Linked DNA regions of Mus musculus: region 1 is linked to region 2. Evidence: chromatin contacts called from public HiChIP or PLAC-seq data. All regions are on one chromosome and are shown on one strand. Each heading gives the region's core, a stretch centred on a gene start, on an enhancer-like site or on the middle of the called end of the contact. The rest is flanking DNA. Distances are from core to core; before and after follow the strand shown. Region 1 has its middle 36 kb from the start of Tcl1. Region 2 holds the start of Tunar (Tcl1 upstream neural differentiation associated RNA).

Region 1 (2,885 bases), core at 172-2,671, 77 kb before region 2:
CAAAGAGGAGAGTGACGGGTTGGCAGCTCTACACTGTTATTTTTAGATCCCCAGCCTTCTGGGGACCTTTATTTTTCCCCCCTCTGTGCTGGTGGTGTGATTCTAATAACCTTCAGCCACTCTGAAGGACAAAGTCTTTCTCTAGTTGCTGAAAATAGGATTTTGCATCCAAAGGGACCCTAAAAGCCACTTTCCCCTCCTTCAGGTATACCAGGTATTGTGGGACTTCTCCATGGGAGAAAGATATGAGCAAACCTCTCTTTACCCCAGACAGGACACTAATGACAGACTGAAGAAACTGTTCCACCTGTGTCTATCTTAGCAAATAATAAGTTCATAGAGGCTACTTATAGGAGCATGGATAGCTCAGAGGCGGCTGAATCATGACAAAAGCCCCTTCCAGCATAGGCAGTGACTCAGAAAAGCCCTATCTCTAGAGCTTACTGTAGGACTTGAAGGAGCTAAGTGGGAGAGACTTCTCTCACAACAATTGCTACTGTTTATACCACCTTGGGGAGGGCCTTTGTGGATCTTGAAAGTTTCAGGAGCTTCCTGGGTCTTGTAAGTTTTATGTACTTCCTGAATCTAATACAATGTTTCAAGTCAGAGGAAACCGAAAATCAAAGCTACAAAGTAATTAAGAAAACTGAAGCTCAGAAAGATCGAATGCAGCCCTGCTCTCAACTCTACCTGTGTTTTGTGAGGTTGGCAAAGTGCTCTTTAAAGATTCAACAGTGGGTTGGGGAGATAGCAGTGGGAGTAAATTGTCTGTTGTGCAAACATGAAATCCCTGTTTGGATTCCCAACATCCACAAACCTCAGCCAGGTAGGAAAGAATGTCTCTGTAACTCTGGTGCTGGGGGTCGGAGATGATCTATCTCAGGGCTCACTGACCAGCCAGTCTAGCAAAACAGAAACCGTCTCAAAGAATAAAATGGACAATAATTGAGGAAAACGCCCAATTTTTGAACTCTGGCTTAACAAACACATACACACTTACTCAGAGACACACACAGACACAACAACACACATCGCGACTTGCATGGGACAGGTTCAGTGGGTGACTCTCTCGCTTAGTGCCCGATAAAGATTCTGATGAGTCTGCTGTGGAGTTATTTATACCTTTTACTACCTTGGTAGACCTGCACTTCAGTCTTCAAAATGAAGAAGCCATTTTTTCCCAGTCCAAATGGGGGCCTGTCATACTGCTACAGTCGTGCTAGGAGCTACTGGGAAGCTTCAAAGCAGAGAGTTAAGTAGGGCATACAAAAGCCACACACCACTTATTTATCGATCTCTGGATAGAGCGCCCTCTGTTGGTCACGACTGGTATTGCACGGAGCCATCTGTTTATGTTATCACGTGTTTGTCCTACGAAATAGATGTGTGAGCTCTACTGTCCTAAGCACGGTTCCAAAGGTGGGCTAAACGGTGAGTAAGGAAATCACAGCTCCCCACTGACATGTTGACAGATGAGTGGCAAAACAAGTGTTCCAGAAGTGGTGGCTGCCCCGTTAGGTGGAAATCCTGGTCACCAAAGAAGAGTTTGTCTGGAGACCTCTCAGCAGAGCTGGTACTGGGGTTGGGGAGGAGAGAAATGGAGTCTGCCCGTCTCATCTACTATCCTCTGGGTAGCTATTGAAACTAAACATTGCTGTAGCTCCAGGGAATGGAATGAAGCTCTTCGGAGTCTAGTGGGGGAAGGGCAGAGCCCCCCAGAGCACCTATAGCAGCAACAGCAAGGAATGACAGTGACCAGGCATTTTGTTGCTAAGTTTATATCAACCGTATGTTTAGAGGGACACCTGCATGATTCAGATGTAAATGTAGAGCAGTTGAACCTCTGGCCGAGCCACTCCTTCCCTCCCCCTCTCCCCTCCCCTCTTCTCTCTCCCCTCCCCTCCCCTCTCTCCCCTCTCTCCCCTCTCTCCCCTCCCCTCTCTCCCCTCCCCTCCCCTCCCCTCCCCTCCCCTCCCCTCCCCTCCTTCCCTCCCCTTCCCCCCCCTCCCCGCCCCTTCCTCCTCCACATTTCTGTTGTTTCAATTTCCTAGTTTATATGAATAGAGAGGCAATAGAGTCCTTTTGGGTCCTTTTGGCGCGTGCCAAGGAGCGGGATTGTTGGGTCATGTGGCAGATGCACCTTGAGCTTTTTGGGGATACTCCACAGCGATTTCCACGTTGGCAATAGAAGTTTGGGAGGCCATCAGAAGGGGTACGTATTCCTCTTTCCTCACATCCTTGATGTCAGTCATTCTGACAGGGGTGAGGGAGATCTCCAAGTAGTTTCAATGTGCCTTTTCCTGATTGCTAAGGACCTTGAGCAATTTTTGAGATATTTCTTAGCCATTTTTGCTTCTTCTTTTGAGAACTCTATGTTCGGGACTATACTCTTTTTTTTTTTTTAAGCTTTCTCATCTGTTTTCTTTATTGTTTTTTTTTTTCTTAAATCTTTTAAAAAGATTTACTTATTTATTTTATGTATATGAGTGCTCAATCCCATGTACACCTACATTCAAGAAGAGGGCATCAGATCCCATTAGAGATGGTTGTGAGACACCGTGCAGTTGCTGGGAATTGCTCTGAACCTCTGAGCCATCTCTCCAGCCCTTGATTGTGTTTCTAGCCCTTTACATGTTCTGAATATTAATCCTCTATGAGATGTGTAGTTGGCAAAGATCCTCTTCTGGCCTTTGGGTTTCCTTGGTTGATGGCTTCCTCTGCAGACAGAAGCGTTTACATTTTATAAGGTCCCATTTGTCACATGATGGCCTTAGTTCCAGGCAAATGGAAGCCTCCTCAGAAACCCCTTCCCTTATTCATATCCTGTGTTTTCTTTTACTAGTTTCTTCTACAATCCAGGGTTCACAGTGAGGTCTTTGACCCAC
Region 2 (2,700 bases), core at 69-2,568:
GAATAAATGAACAGAGAAAAAGCCCTGTTTTGGGGCCAACTCTGACAACAAAAACCTCAGCGACCCCTCCCCCACCCCCATTCTCAAAGTCCTCCTGGAGGGAGGGGCTCCTCGCTGCAGAGATACTGGCTTAAGAATTGGGATGTGGGTCCTGGGCAGGTGTGATTCTCTGGAAGGTCGGTCTTCTGCCTCCACCTCCTCATAGTCACCCCAGCCAGGACAACAGCAGCCTTGGAGGGAGTGAAGGATGAGGCTGGGTCGGTCCTCAGGGAGGTGGCAGCTGTTCCTGTTCTGGGGCATTAAGGAAGGGGCAGGATCTTGGCAGGTTTGAGGGTCCTTTAGACATGGCAGAGTCCTTGTATCCAGCTGAATCCAAGGGTCTGGGTTCTACCTAGAGGTACCCACTGCATTTGAAAGTTTGCCTCACCGTCTTTGGAGGCTGTGGTCCCTGTCTGCTTTGACGAGGACTCTTTTGTGGGCCTTAGGGGTGCATTTTGGAAAGGTTCTGGAGAACCAAGAGACACCTTACAGAAAACCTAGTTACAGTACACTTTACAGAAAACGCGTGTTCAGATTTAGGTACCCCAGGGGTCAGTTCTTAGCTATGACCTTCGGGGATGACTATTTTGGTTAGGATGTTAAGTTACTTTGAAACGTCCTATAAGCTGTAAAGATTTGGGCATGCCTGGGCCTGAGGCCCAGTCTGGCCTGAGAGGCCGCAAATCCTTAAGGAGGAAGGCACATGGAGGCAGGTCTTTGACCTCCTGAAACTAGACACCTGGTCACTGGTCGGGCATCAAGGGGTGAGGAACAAAGCTGTCACTACCTAGCAGCCATCCTCTGGTTCCCCGAGAGGTAGGAGGAGCTCGGTGAGATAGTCCAGAGCTTCCATGATGAGCACAGCGCAAGAACAAAATGTCCAGGAAGAAGAGAGGCAGGCCAGGAAAGGGGTGGCGCCTCTCTCACCCAGGTTCCTGGGTCTCCAAATACTCCTTGTGGGTGGGGGCGTCTCACACACACCCACACGCCCAAGGCCACATTCACTGGCTCATCTCTGCATTCCTGTGAGCGGCAGGCCTCCATGAGCCACATAGCCGCCACCTGCTGCTGTAACCCCAGCACAGGGGAACCTGCATCACCCTTTTCCCTCCATCCACCCTCACCCAGGAGCCGGTTCCAAATCCTCGGGACCAGGCAGAGGCCACGTCTTCCCCGGCCCACTCCCCAGCAGCGACGTGGAGGTAGAGGGAGGAGCTTTTGCCGGCAACGCCAGCTTCCCCTGCCCCCTCTCCCTCTAGAGCTCCCCTCCTCTCCTCTTTCATTCCCCTCCTTATCCCTCCTCTTCTCTCCCCTTCCCTCCCCGCCCTTCCCCTCTGCCGCAGCCCAGCTCCTAGCGCGTCAGCGTGGGCTTCCCGGAGCGAGTCGCTAGGTAACAGGGCTAGCTCCGCAGACCCGGGCCAGGGAAGCCCGCGCGCGTCGTCAGCATCTGCGCCGAGGGGCGGGGAACGCACTGACACTCCCCTATCGGAGCCTGCAGACCCTTCAGCTGGTTCTCAGTCCCCTCCCTGGATGCCTTAAGGGTGGCTATTGCCACCGCGGAGTTGCCCCTCCCCTGCGGGGACCCCGACGTCGCCGCCCCCTTCTCCTCCCACGCTGGTCCGCACCACTCTCCGCACCGCCAGGTAGGCGACCCTCCGCTGCGGTTGCGGTGGCTGCTGGTAAGCTGCGATCTGGAGCTGAGGCGGGGACTACGCCACTAGCGGGGCGGCTCGGGCCACAGCGGCCGGCGGACCGGCCATGTGCTAAAGTTTCTGGGGCTCGGCTGCCCGGCGGGTGCGCGGCGCGGGGCGCAGAGCGCGGTGGGTGGGGCGCGCGGTGCTGCCCGCCCCCAGCCCCGCGGGGCGCAGCTCAGTGTGCTCTCTCACGCTTTCTTTCTCTCCTTTTCCGGGCGCAGCCACCCTCCGAGATCTTCCCGCCGAGCCCAGGCGTGGGGCATGAGGAGCCCCTGGGTGTCGCCTGCAGACAACCCAGCCTCGCGCACACCTCGCCAGTCGCTGACAGGGACATGAACAGCATGATTGGGTTCCGGTGTCCGGCGGCCAGCCTCAGCCGGAGGCGGCCAGTGGGTCTGCGCTGTTTGGGAGAATGAGGCAGGAACCCACGGCAACCTCTCTCTCCTCCTTCTCCTCGCCTTCCTCTGGCTCCCGCTCCCCGGACCCGGGCCGGGCTGTGGCTCTGCTGCGTGCCCTGCGCGCCCCCCACCTGCCTCCGGATGCTCTTCTCGGTAAGCCAGACCTTTCGCCTCGGGAACAAAGCCCCTTCACAGGATTCCGAGGCTGCCTCCGAGCCCCCTCTCCAATTACTACCCAGTGCCTGGAATCTGTCCCCAAACCCTACCTGGCTTCTGAACAGCCTAGGTGCCTTCAAGACCCGGTGTTTTCCTGGGCTCTCTGGGAAACAGCAGCGGGCTTAACACGCAGGCAGGCAAGAGACCTGTTTGGTCTAGATAAGCATCTATGTGTGCAACCTGGATTCGGACTTAGTCACCAGGGGGAACTGGATGTTTGGTGAGTGTTCAGTCATTGCTGGGTGGTGGATCTCCAAACTGCTCCAAGGAAGTAGGGTCCCCCCTCTCCGTGTATCAGACGAGGAAACTGAGGCCCAGAGATACTAAATGTGCTAATCAAGGTCACAAGGTGG

Evidence for each region. HiChIP or PLAC-seq counts read pairs in DNA pulled down with a chosen protein or histone mark.
Region 1: an H3K27ac HiChIP or PLAC-seq map of embryonic stem cells shows a contact between it and region 2, with 6 read pairs. The contact joins the enhancer-like site here to the promoter of Tunar in region 2. A contact is called at or near these places in 7 of 484 Hi-C or Micro-C datasets (cortical neurons, embryonic stem cells, nephron progenitors and 1 more) and 5 of 115 datasets of contacts at active chromatin or transcription factors (embryonic forebrain, embryonic stem cells and forebrain).

The regions. Positions count from the first base shown.
Region 1 is chr12:105,257,675-105,260,559 of GRCm38.p6, forward strand. No RefSeq gene overlaps it. Among named protein-coding and RNA genes, the nearest start is that of Tcl1, 36 kb to the left of the region's middle. Within about 2 kb of position 1,422, at least 11 of the 459 cell types and tissues checked have an H3K27ac peak or open chromatin away from gene starts, as enhancers often do. A contact at or near this core is called in embryonic stem cells, where this site is marked.
Region 2 is chr12:105,335,276-105,337,975 of GRCm38.p6, forward strand. Tunar (Tcl1 upstream neural differentiation associated RNA) reads left to right here and starts at 1,319. Exons shown (of 3, transcript NR_045047.1): 1 at 1,319-1,682; 2 at 1,955-2,284.